4 separate regions of the Mus musculus genome follow, and regions 2, 3 and 4 are each linked to region 1. Evidence: chromatin contacts called from public HiChIP or PLAC-seq and promoter capture Hi-C data. All regions are on one chromosome and are shown on one strand. The core of a region is the stretch at or near the end of the contact, and the rest is flanking DNA. Distances in the headings are between cores, read along the strand shown.

What was found. Promoter capture Hi-C pulls out the DNA fragments that hold promoters and counts their contacts. HiChIP or PLAC-seq counts read pairs in DNA pulled down with a chosen protein or histone mark. Capture Hi-C pulls out chosen DNA fragments and counts their contacts.
Region 2: a FOXA1 HiChIP or PLAC-seq map of pancreatic cancer cells shows a contact between it and region 1. The contact joins the promoter of Gne here to the promoter of Hrct1 in region 1. A contact is called at or near these places in 3 of 115 datasets of contacts at active chromatin or transcription factors (bone marrow-derived macrophages, extraembryonic endoderm stem cells and pancreatic cancer cells).
Region 3: a contact with region 1 is called in a promoter capture Hi-C map of liver. The contact joins the promoter of Rusc2 here to the promoter of Hrct1 in region 1. A contact is called at or near these places in 1 of 39 promoter capture datasets (the 3T3-L1 cell line), 2 of 115 datasets of contacts at active chromatin or transcription factors (heart atrium and pancreatic cancer cells) and 2 of 9 other capture datasets (adipose tissue and liver).
Region 4: a contact with region 1 is called in a promoter capture Hi-C map of embryonic stem cells. The contact joins the promoter of Clta here to the promoter of Hrct1 in region 1. A contact is called at or near these places in 2 of 39 promoter capture datasets (cranial neural crest and embryonic stem cells), 2 of 115 datasets of contacts at active chromatin or transcription factors (embryonic limb bud and extraembryonic endoderm stem cells) and 2 of 9 other capture datasets (embryonic stem cells and macrophages).

What each region holds. Positions count from the first base shown.
Region 1 is chr4:43,725,897-43,728,563 of GRCm38.p6, reverse strand. It overlaps Hrct1 (histidine rich carboxyl terminus 1), which reads right to left and starts at 1,366. Exons shown (of 1, transcript NM_027511.1): 1 at 454-1,366. The coding sequence starts at 1,202. The coding sequence ends at 873.
Region 2 is chr4:44,071,351-44,074,017 of GRCm38.p6, reverse strand. It overlaps Gne (glucosamine (UDP-N-acetyl)-2-epimerase/N-acetylmannosamine kinase), which reads left to right and starts at 1,301. Exons shown (of 12, transcript NM_001190414.2): 1 at 1,301-1,656.
Region 3 is chr4:43,405,206-43,407,872 of GRCm38.p6, reverse strand. Rusc2 (RUN and SH3 domain containing 2) reads right to left here and starts at 1,371. Exons shown (of 12, transcript NM_199057.3): 1 at 1,193-1,371.
Region 4 is chr4:44,003,083-44,005,749 of GRCm38.p6, reverse strand. Clta (clathrin, light polypeptide (Lca)) reads right to left here and starts at 1,307. Exons shown (of 6, transcript NM_001080384.3): 1 at 1,050-1,307.

The sequences.
Region 1 (2,667 bases), core at 117-2,616:
CCATTTTAAGGAAGGAAAAACTGAGGCTCAGGCCAGGCACATTCTCTTGAGGCCACCCGGCATGCCAAGCAGTTAACTGTTCCCTCCCTCTGGTCTTATCAGCTGCTACTGTGCATCTGCAGACAGGCTGGCTGGAGACTCAGAGTCTGCATAAGAATCCCTATTCAGTCCCCAAACAGACACTGAACCCAGGGTTGGTTCCTGCTCTGGACCAGGCTAGGAGGAGCACTCAGGCAGGGTGCTCCGAGAGCTAGAACCCAGGCTAGGGGTCTCAACTGTCCCTTCTCCAAAGCTCTGGGCCGTCCACACTGAATTCTTCCTCAGAGCTTAGGCGGGGACCACCTACTTCTCTCTGTTCCAGACCCCAGGCTCAGCTCCTTCCAGAAGAGTTCCCAGGGCCCTCATGACTCCCTCCCTCCCACTGTGCCACAGTCAAGAACCAGTTCACACAAAAAGCTTCCTGGTGGCTTTTATTTCTTACAGCCAAGCAGCAGTGAATGCCCGTACCACAGTCTGCCCCTGGAAGCTCATCACAGGGCCTCCCCAATCAGAAGAACTCTCCATCTCCACCTGGGCTCTGGTTCTGCCAGATACCCTTGTTACTTCCAGGGTCACCAGGAGTTGCAGTCACAAGGTAGGAAACTCAGCCAGCCCTGCTCGAAGCTCAAGCCCCACATTGTGTAGAGGGCCACCCAGGTGGGTCTCTGTTGCACATAGGGAGAAGGGCTCATATGCAAATGAAACCCAAGCAGGACCAGGGTCCCAGTACCCCCCTTCATCCCAGAGGCACATCCTTTTCCGTGGCAGCATCAGGATCCACTCATGTTGCTGCTGGATGGAGGGCAGAGCCAGGTAGATGCTATCTATTGGCCTCAGCGGCGGGCTCCATGAGCATGGTGGTGGCGGTGGTGGTGCTTGTGGTGGTGGAGACGATGGGGAGAATGGTGATGGTGGTGGTGAACGCCCACACTGGTCACCCCGGTCACATGGTGATGGTGGTGATGGTGAACAAGTCTTGGGAGACGCAGGCGCCGGCCATGGAAGAGTCGAGGCCGGGCTTGTCGGACTCGGTTTCTCTCCACGTCATGCTCCTGTGATCTGTGGAAAAGGCAGAGGGCCATCAGCCACAGCAACATCAAAAACGCCAGTGCTGTGCCCGTGATCCAGCACACAAGGGTCGTGTTCCCCAGAAGGCCTAACATCTGGAAGCCAGAGGATCTCTGCACTTCACTCAGTGGCTCCCTTCAGCAGCCTCTGCTCAGCCCTCACAGTCACTGAACTCAAGGGTGTCTCGGCTCCTGCAGACTGGAGAACAGCCAGGGAATGTGGGAGAGGTCTGTTTGGACAGGCTTCTCAACAGCCAGAGGCTGTTTGGAGTAGGAAGGGGGAGGCCGTGAAGGAAGAGTGGGTGGAGACCAAGGAGCTGTGGGACTGGCTTGCTTAAGGGGAGGGCCTGAATCAGGGATATGAGGTCAATATTCCATCTATTCCTGCCTCCTGGCAGAAGGAGGGCCCTCCTCTGGGCTTCAGCTTTTCTCCTAGGAACCACTGTATGGAGATTAAAAGTGTAGGCTTAGGATGCACACGATTCCCTAGCTCCGCGACTATCTGTAGCCTGCAACATCCTCTGCTGCTGAGGATCAGTGAGTTAGCCCAAGTCCTGTGAATGTCAGTCAGGGATGGGTGGAGCCTGATGAGGGCCACAAGCCGTTCATCATCCAGGGATGCTTCTCCTGTTGGGTATAGGAAGCCAGAAGGCTTGTCAACTTTGGGTTAACAGGAAGCAGAAAGGAAGCCACTTGAGGTCACACAGGTCAGCCCCTTATCTCCCCGGTCAACAATGTCAGTGGATGGCAGTCCCGTTGCCCTATCATCTGCCCTGTCACAAAGCTCGGGTCATTCCTACCTGCCTGGGAACTTGTTTGGTGACCAGAATGTGCACAGTCTTCCATTCTCTCGTTACTGGTTCTAAATCCTCTGGCCCCCTAGTCACCAAGGATGAGGCTGGGATTCAGGGTGTCCCCAGCATCTCTGTTGTACGCAAGCGGACTGGGCTCCCCAAAGCCCAAGCTCTGTGGCCAGGGTCCTCAGGGGTCCTTCAACCCATTCCTCAAAGCTCCTTCTGGAGAGTGCTCAGCCCCCAAACCTCAGACTGGCTCCAGCTCTGCAGTAGCTCCACTCTGTAAAGTTGGTCAAGGCCCTTCCTCGAGCCCACCGTGTCCTCTCTGGAGATCCCACAGCAGAAGCAAACTCCAGGGACACTCCCCTGCTCTAATCCCAGTCACAGCTGCTTTCTCTGACATCTTTACTGAAAAGCTGCCACAGCAGCTCAAAGGGTTGTACATCACCTTTGGCCAAGCTGGTTTCGAGGGAGGCTAGTCTCCAGAGGCTTCCTGGCCCTCTGGAGAAGTCACTTGAACTTTTAATGAGGCTTGTATAGAGAACTCCTCCTGCAGACTCCTGGGGCTTTGGAGCCAGCTGCCTTCCCTAGAGGCACATTGAAGAAAAAGTCCTATGGGAGCTGGTGGAGAGGGGAGGAGGGAGAAGGGAGGAGGGAGAGGAAAGGGGCATGAAGAAGGGAGCATTAAATGGATAACTTTACAGGAGTTTTCCAAGGAGATGCCCACCCCACACAACCTGGAGACTACCCTGCAATGTGCAGATCTG
Region 2 (2,667 bases), core at 52-2,551, 350 kb before region 1:
GTCTCAAAAAAAAAAAAAAAAAAACAACCTAAAAAAGTAGATCTGAAAGTTTCACTTGTGACTTTTTGTTGTTGTTTGAGACACAGGTGCAGCTGTGCTGTTCAGAATACTGTCTAGCTTCTCATTCTCTTGCACCTAGCTGTGGGAAATGTCACCCATGTCAGGAGGTTCACCACGATCTCTAACTTCAGCTCCAGGGTATCTGTTACCCTCTTCTGGACTTTGACATGTGCACTCTAATGTGTACACATCCTCTGCCCCACCCCCCTACCCCATATACATGATAAAAATAAGCTAAAATAAAATCTTAAAAACAAAACAAAACCAACCTTCATCAGGAGCTAGCAGCACAGGCCGCTCCCCACCTTCCTGGGTCTTGGATCTGCAATTAGTCTAGCAGATATTCTTGAGATGTCTGTGTACCTCAATCTATCAGACTATTGAAACTATGGCCTCAAAAAACCCTGAAATTTTCCCCAAGAATCTCATACTCAGAGAAGGAAAAGACCGAATGCTGGTGCTGAAAAGAGACTTCACACGGGACTGACAATTTGTGACTGCCACTTTGCTGGGGAAGTTAGAGTCCAGACAGTGACAGGTGGGCTACAGCTTGCCCTGGACCTCTTAGATGTGCACATCTCGAACTCTATATATTTTAACCTAAAATCTGAGGTCCCAAAATGGATCCAGGGGATATGTCTTTGGATATCTTTGTCCCTCTTCCCAACATGGCCACATTGAATTAACCTCCGTTTTTTTGCTTTTTTTTTTTTTTTTTACTAGTAACTCTGTTCTCATTAACTTATGGAGAACAGGTGACAGAATTTGGCTTCAAGGGGAAAAACTGTGAGGCCCAAATTTGGTAATAGAATTGCCTAGATCCCTGGAGTGACAGATAACTCAGAGCTGACTAGCATGTGTATTGTCACGCTGCACTCAGCCAGAGCCTCGTGGCAGGGGTGGCAAAGCTTAAATTCCAGGGTGCACTCTAGGACTACCGACACTGAGTTGCCTTGGAGTTTGGTCCACGAGATGGCACTCAGCTTGGGTGCAAAGCTAAAACAACCATCTCGTGGGAGAACTCGGGCTTAACTGTGGGCTCTGCCAGAGGAGAGAACACCCTCAGGCGAGAATAAGGGTCAGCAAACCGAGTGGATGCCACTACCAGAGGCGACACGACAGCGGAAGGTGCGCCACACGACTGACCAACAGAAATACGCCAAGGAGGGGCTGGGACCCGGTGCAGGCGGAGCCGGAGCGATCGACCGTTCGGCGCTCCGCGGGAGCCGGGGTGTGCGTTGCGAATGCAGGAGCAATGGCTGGGGCTGGGTCGAGCGCCGAGTCGTCGAGCGGCGCCGGGTAGCGGAAGCCACCGGGTGCGCTTGCCGGGGCCTGCCCTGTGGACCCGCTGGACGCGAGCCTGCCAAGTGCCGAGGTGGCGCCGGAGGGAACTAACCCGGCGGAGGCCACGAGTCAGTCGGTGACTCACGAGCATCGTGCCAGGCTCCGGCACCTCTGCTGCAGCTGTGGGCCTCGCGCTGGGCGTCCGGGTTCTACGCAGCAGGGCGCCTCTCCCGCCCGGTGCGTTGCTCCGGCGTGGGATCCCGGAGCTGTCAGACTCAGCGTGCGGGTGAATGGGGACCGGGGCTTGCAGAGGTAGGCCTGGCCAGGGTCCAGCCCATCCGTGCACGCAGCAGGCGGCACGGCCCTGGGTCCCTGGGCAGAGACGTGAGATAGCTGCGGGGGCCCAGCACTGCCTAGGTGGGGAGAGGGTTTGCACCGAGGGACTTCTTGGAGGCTTGCCCAACTCTGACTGTCTGGACACTCGGTGTCCTTGGAAATTTGATAGACGTTTATATCCGTCCTTGAACAGGCTTGTAAAATTGTTAGAGGAAAGAATAGATCGGCTTTGCACCTCGATAGGAGGGGTGTGGCGGCGGGGAATGGTTTCACAGTAAAGATAATGGTTTAGCCCGACTGTAGGGGCTCTGGAAGGAACATCAAACTGAATTATTATAGCTGGGCAGCAGGGTTCTGAGAACTCTGTACAGCCCTTCCCTTTTTATTGCGGTGAGTTCCATCCGCTCTGAGTGAAAGAAAGGAGTGTCTCAAGTTCTCCGGAAAGGTTTGCACCCGTGGATGTTTGTGGAATATACACACAAGGTAGAGGGTGTGTGCGGCAGTGACCTGCGTGTAGGAAGGTCATCTAGACTTGGCTTTGAATTGAAGTTCTATCAGTCATTAACTAACTGTGATTTAGATCAAGTGGATTTTTTTTTCTACACCTCAGTGTCCCTGTCTGTATAGTAGAGAAAATGAGGATGGAATAACGTGTCTAACGCCGTGTTAGCCCACTGCTGGAGGAAGCACTTAGCAAACGTTTACTTTACTGTTGTTTCTCTGCTGGTGACTGCTTGCACAAGTGTGCTTATACTTTCTCGTGGTTGGGACATTCACTTATCCTTTTGCAGCATTTATAAAAGCACAATTGAGTTGAATGTAGTTTGTGAGCATTGCCATTTCTCGGAGCCAGGGAGATTGCTGCTGCTGCTGCTGCTGCTGCTGCTGGTGTAACGCTTCAAACTTGACTTGAGTTTGGGTGCTCCAAACCCAGTAAAACCGGTCCTATAATTCGAGCAGCTGTAATAACAGCAATCCGGAAGCCTT
Region 3 (2,667 bases), core at 122-2,621, 320 kb after region 1:
TCAGGCCCCAGTTCTCAGGCTTCTGCCTCATCCTGGCCCATTCATGGTTCTCACGACACTTCCCCCTTGCTCCACTGTGCTGTTCACAGTTCTTGGCTTGCTGGGAACTAACCTACTCTCAGGACACTCCCGAAATGCCCAGTCACACATTGTAAAACTCCCGTCTAATCTCCAAGTTGACTACCGGGTGAATGGTGGAAACAGGGCTAAGGATCTGTCTGCCTACGGGCAAGACAACTCCAGAAGGCCGCTTCCTGTCTTTGTTCACCCAACAGCATCCCTCTGTTGGTCACAGTACCTAGTTGCTGCTTTTCTGGTTTCTTCAGAGCTAGCAGGGAGGGAGGCAAAGGCATTCATTGTTATACTTTAGTGATCTGACCTTGACCTGAGGTCCTTCGGAGAGCCTCTGTGGGGCTGACAGTCTTCTCTAGGGCAGGACGAAGGGAAGAGGGCGGTATGGTGGATCAGGGGGCATTGGTTTAGCTTGTGCTTTGGTCCCTTCCTGCTAGGAAGCTGCTCTGTAGAGCAGGGCTGAGTATAACATAAGAGGTCAGGTGCCTTCAGCATCCCTCTCTCCATACGCTGTAGGGCATTTGCATTCATTCTTACTGCAACCAATCCCAGAGCCTGGCAGCTTCTACAATGGATATGTCTGTGTGCATACAAGTATGCATGTGTGGGGAGGAAAAGCCACCCAACCTTCTGGATAAGAATGCATAGATTCCTGCATGGTTTTCAGCATAAACTTCCACGAGCTGTAGAAGGGTCTCCACCCATTCAGCCTTTGTGTCCAGATTTGAAAGCTGCAGCTACAGCAGCTTCATTAGAAATACCCAGATAGAAAGAAAGAAAGGAAGGAAGGAAGGAAGGAAGGAAGGAAGGAAGGAAGGAAGGAAGGAAGAGAAAAGGATCTTGTTTCTTGACCAAACAGCACAGATAGATAGCATCAGCCCAAGCCTCTTTCTTGCCCGGCCCATGCATGCATGCAGAGATGAGTTTGTCTCCGCTTGCTGTCACTCTCCCTTTCCGAAAGACAAAGCCACCCTTCAGAAGCCAGAGCCCAGATGCTGATGCTGATCCGGCCTCTGCCAGCAGTGACCTCCCACCCCCCACCCCAGAGCCATTCCTCTGCAAGGAGCCTCGAGCTGGACCTGGTGGCTCCCGTTCCTTTTGCACGCCCGTCGCGCCCTACCTCGACAATGGCAGCTGAATCACTGGTCCTCGAGATCGCACAAGGGGGACCGGGCTGATACCCTGAGATCTGATTTCTGTTAGTACAATGGCATCCCGAGCTAATGCAGGGAGGCTGCGCAATCTCAGCCTGTCTTCTTGCTGCTGCTGCTGCCACGGCGGCTGGGCTGCGGTGACGTTGCTACTAAGGGGAGGGATGGGGAGGGAAAGGAGCAGGCAAGCCCACAGTGCAGCCACTCAGTTCCAGGTCGGTCCCTTCGGCCTGTTAGTCTGGGGGAGGGGCGTAGAGAGAGAAGTCAGCCACAGGGGGCAGTAGGTGCTGGAAGACGGAGACTTTCCAGACAGCAGCATAAAAACCCAGGGAGAGCCGAGCCTAGCTTCTCCTGGGTCCTGAGTGTTGGAAGAAGTCTGGGCAGAGCCTGGGCGCTTCCTTCCTTCCTTCCTTCCCTTCTCAGGCCGCTCCTTTCCGACCTTGGCTAGAAGCACCCCCCCACACACACTCCTCCCACTCAGGCAGTGAATGACTGCGTGTTTCCCAGCTTTTTCTTTAGTTAGGTTTCCAGCTGGGTTAGGGTGGAGGGTCATCCTGGAAGGAGATTTTGGAAGCCCCACCCAGAGGCTACACTAAACAAAACAATATTCCCAGCGACAGATCAGCATTCCACCAGCTAAACAACACCGGCATTTTTCACAAGGCCCAATCTCAGTGCTGGGTTTCCAGGGTCCCTCTGCGTAGGCTTCTGAAGGAAGCCCCTGGGCCACAGGGGGCTTCTCTGAGCAGGTGGCTCTGATGCTCCAAGTCTGGGTGGCTGCAGGCCACCTCCCTAACCCAGGGTTCAGCTGGTCTCCCGGCTCTTCAGAGGGTCTAACAGTTTAAGCGGAGCTGAGCCTGTCACATCAGTTTTTGGTTCTTGCGGACTTGGGTTCGACCAGGGTTGTAAGGGAGTCGATTCCCTTTAACCAGGCAGAGAGTCTGGAAAGTTCCTTCTCCCACAGGAAGGCAGGCAAAGGAAAGGGACTGGGTTCTTAGAGCCTTCGCTTCAACTGTGGACCTTCTGAACTACCTGCCTCTTCCTCTCTCGAGTTCTGGGCCATTCTGTGAGGATAACCGCGCAGTAGCAGACCACACACGAGCCAGGTGTGTAAGTGGAATCTGTCGCTGCTCACTGATGCCACCCTCCAAAACAGCAGCTTTCAGGACAACCATGGCAGCACATGCCTCTAATCCCAGCACTTGGGAGGTAGAGGCAAGCAGATGTCTGTGAGTCGAAGGCCAGCCTGGTCTACATAGAGAACTCTAGGGTGGCCAGAACTACATAGAGAGACCCTGTCTCAAAAACTCCACAAAACAAAACAAAACCAACCAGCCAACCAGCCACCTTCCTGGTGAGCGCTGTGGTTCCCAATGAGTCATGCGCATTTATTTGGTTTTGCTCTGAACTGTTTCCTTTACTCCCCCAACTAAATTTCCAATTG
Region 4 (2,667 bases), core at 58-2,557, 280 kb before region 1:
ATGGAGCAACCCATGGTGCTGGCCACCTATGTGGCAGAAGATGGCCTTGTTGGACATCAGTGGGAGGAGAGGCCCTTGGGCCCAAGGGTGTTCGATGTCCAAGTGTAGGGAAATGCCAGGGCGGAGGACCTTCATAGAGGCAGGGAAGAGGGGGTGGGGAGGTCTGAAGGGGAGACCTGGAAAGGGGGAAACATTTGAAATGTAAATAAAGAAAATATCCAATCCAAAAACAAAAAGATTGGAAACCTCTCAAGAGAGAGAAAGAAAAAGAGAGAGAAAGAAAGAGAGAGGGAGGGAGGGAGAAAAGGAAGGAAGGAAGGAAGGAAGAGAAAATAAATGGCCCCATAGGCTCCTAGGGACTGGGCCTATTAAGAGGTGTAACGCCTTGTTGGAGTAAGTGTGGCATTTTCAGAGGAAGTGATTAACTGAGGGGGCAGGCTTTGAAGTCTCAGAAGCTCAAGCCAGGCTTAGTGGCTCATTGTCTCTTCCTGCTGCCTTTGCATCCAGATGTAGAACACTCAGCCAGCTCTCCAGCACCATGCCTGCCTGTGTGCCGCCATGCTTCTCACTATGATGATAATGGACTAAACCTCTGAACTGTAAGGCAGCCCCAATTAAACATTTTTTTTTTAATAAGAATTGCCCTGGCCATGGTGTCTCTTCACAGCAATAGAAAGCCCGACTAACACAGGCATCAAGGGTGTTTCCAATTTCTGGCTTGTAATAATTATCTTTTTAAATTTACTTAATATTTATACCCATAAAAACACTGGAGGCAGGAGCTGTGGTAAAACCCCACTAGCTCAGCAAGGTAACTTTACTTTCTTAACTACAAAAGATCTATTTACAAGCCTGATTCTACAATAAACTGCTAGCTCCTTAGAAATCTTTCTAGCTGTGTCATTGTACTGAGCTAATCTACCTTTCTCTTGAGCTCCTCCAAACCCAAGAGGGCTCCTTAGTTCTTTCCTAGAATCCTGTTTCTCCTATGTCCTGCCCACTGGTTCTCTGAGGTTCCTGCTAGCCCAAAGAACAAATCCCTACCTTACCTGGATCTCCTTCTATGAAGCCAAGCCAAAAAGAGAGAGAGCCCAAAAGTCCAAGTGAGCAGAGCTCTCTCAAAGGTCCATTGCTATAAAAGAAGTCTCTAGCTCCTCCTTACACCCTGGCCAGGCTGAGCAGAGTCACGGACATGGTGGTGGTGGTGACTCCAAGCCAAGTCAGTGGGGGCCAAACCATTTCACCTGTACAGTGGAACAGCTCAAGGCCATCCAGCTGACTTTGCTTCAGGTCATAGAGCAAAGACCACAGACCTCCTCCAAGCAATGTGCCTTGAAATGGGCGGGAACTTTCAATTCTTTAGCATTCTTATCTATCTAGGCCTGTAGAGGCACACCCAAACTGCATCTCTTCCAGACACAACTGCCTCTCACAGACACTGTATCTTTGTGGGCTTTCCTGTTTTGCCAACACACAGGATGTCAATGTACAATCACCAACTACCCAGTGATACCGGCTATCATGAGTAGGACAGCAATGAACACGGCTGAGCAAGTGCCTCTGTGGGTTAGTGGTCCTCAACTTTGCTAATTCTGCGACTCTTTAATACAGTTCCTCACGCTGTGGTACACCCAACCGTAAAGTTCTTTTCATTGCCACTTCGTAGATGTAATTTTGATCCTGTTATGAATTGTAATATAAATATTTGCATTTTCTGATGATCTTAGGCAACTCCTGTAAAAGGGTCATTCAACAACCTCAAGAGGGTTGCGACCCACAGGCATTATAGTTGGGTGCCTCCCAACTACCTTGTCTAACTTAAATTAGCCTGTTTATTCTATCTACATCTGTCACGTGGCCATTACCTCTCACTCGGACCCAGCACGTAATCCTTCCAACTCTGCAACACACAGATCCTCCCGCACATGAGTCTTCCCACAGTCCCTTTCTCTCTACCAGGAAGTCCTGCCTTCTACTTCCTGCCCAGCTATTGGCTCTCAGATCTTTATTAAAGCCAATCAGAGACTGCTTTAGGCAAGTGAAAGAGGACAGAAACACACCTTCACACAGTATACAAAAAAATTCCAACGCTCACCATCAGTAGGTGAGAGTTTCCCTTACCCAATATCCTCACCGCTGTGAGCTGTCATTTGCTTTATTGATCTTGGCTATTCTTACTGGTGTGAGATGAAATCTCAAAGTAGTTTTGATTTGCATTTCCCAGATGACTAAGAATGTTGAATATTTAATTCTAAAGAAATTAAAGATGCTATTTATGTTTCATCTTTTGGAGACTGTATTTATTCTGTGCCCCGTTTTTAATTGGGTTATTTGTTGTCTTGATTTTCAGGAAGAGGTTGTTGTGTTTGGGGGTAGAAATTGGTTTAATTCTTTACATATTTTGGTTTTAGCCCTCTGTCAGATGCGTAACTGGTAAAGATCTTTTTTCATTCTGTGCCTAATTCTTTGTCCAAATGACAGTGTCCTCTGCCTTACAGAAGCTTTCCGTTTCATAAGGTTCCATTCATCAATTGTTGATCTCAACGCCTGTGTTAATGGTGTTCCTGCTCAGGAAGTCTTTTCCTGTGCCAGTGAGTTCAATAGAGTTTCCCATTTTGTCTTCTATCAAGTTCAGGGTATCTGGCCTTGTGTTGAGATCCTTGATGA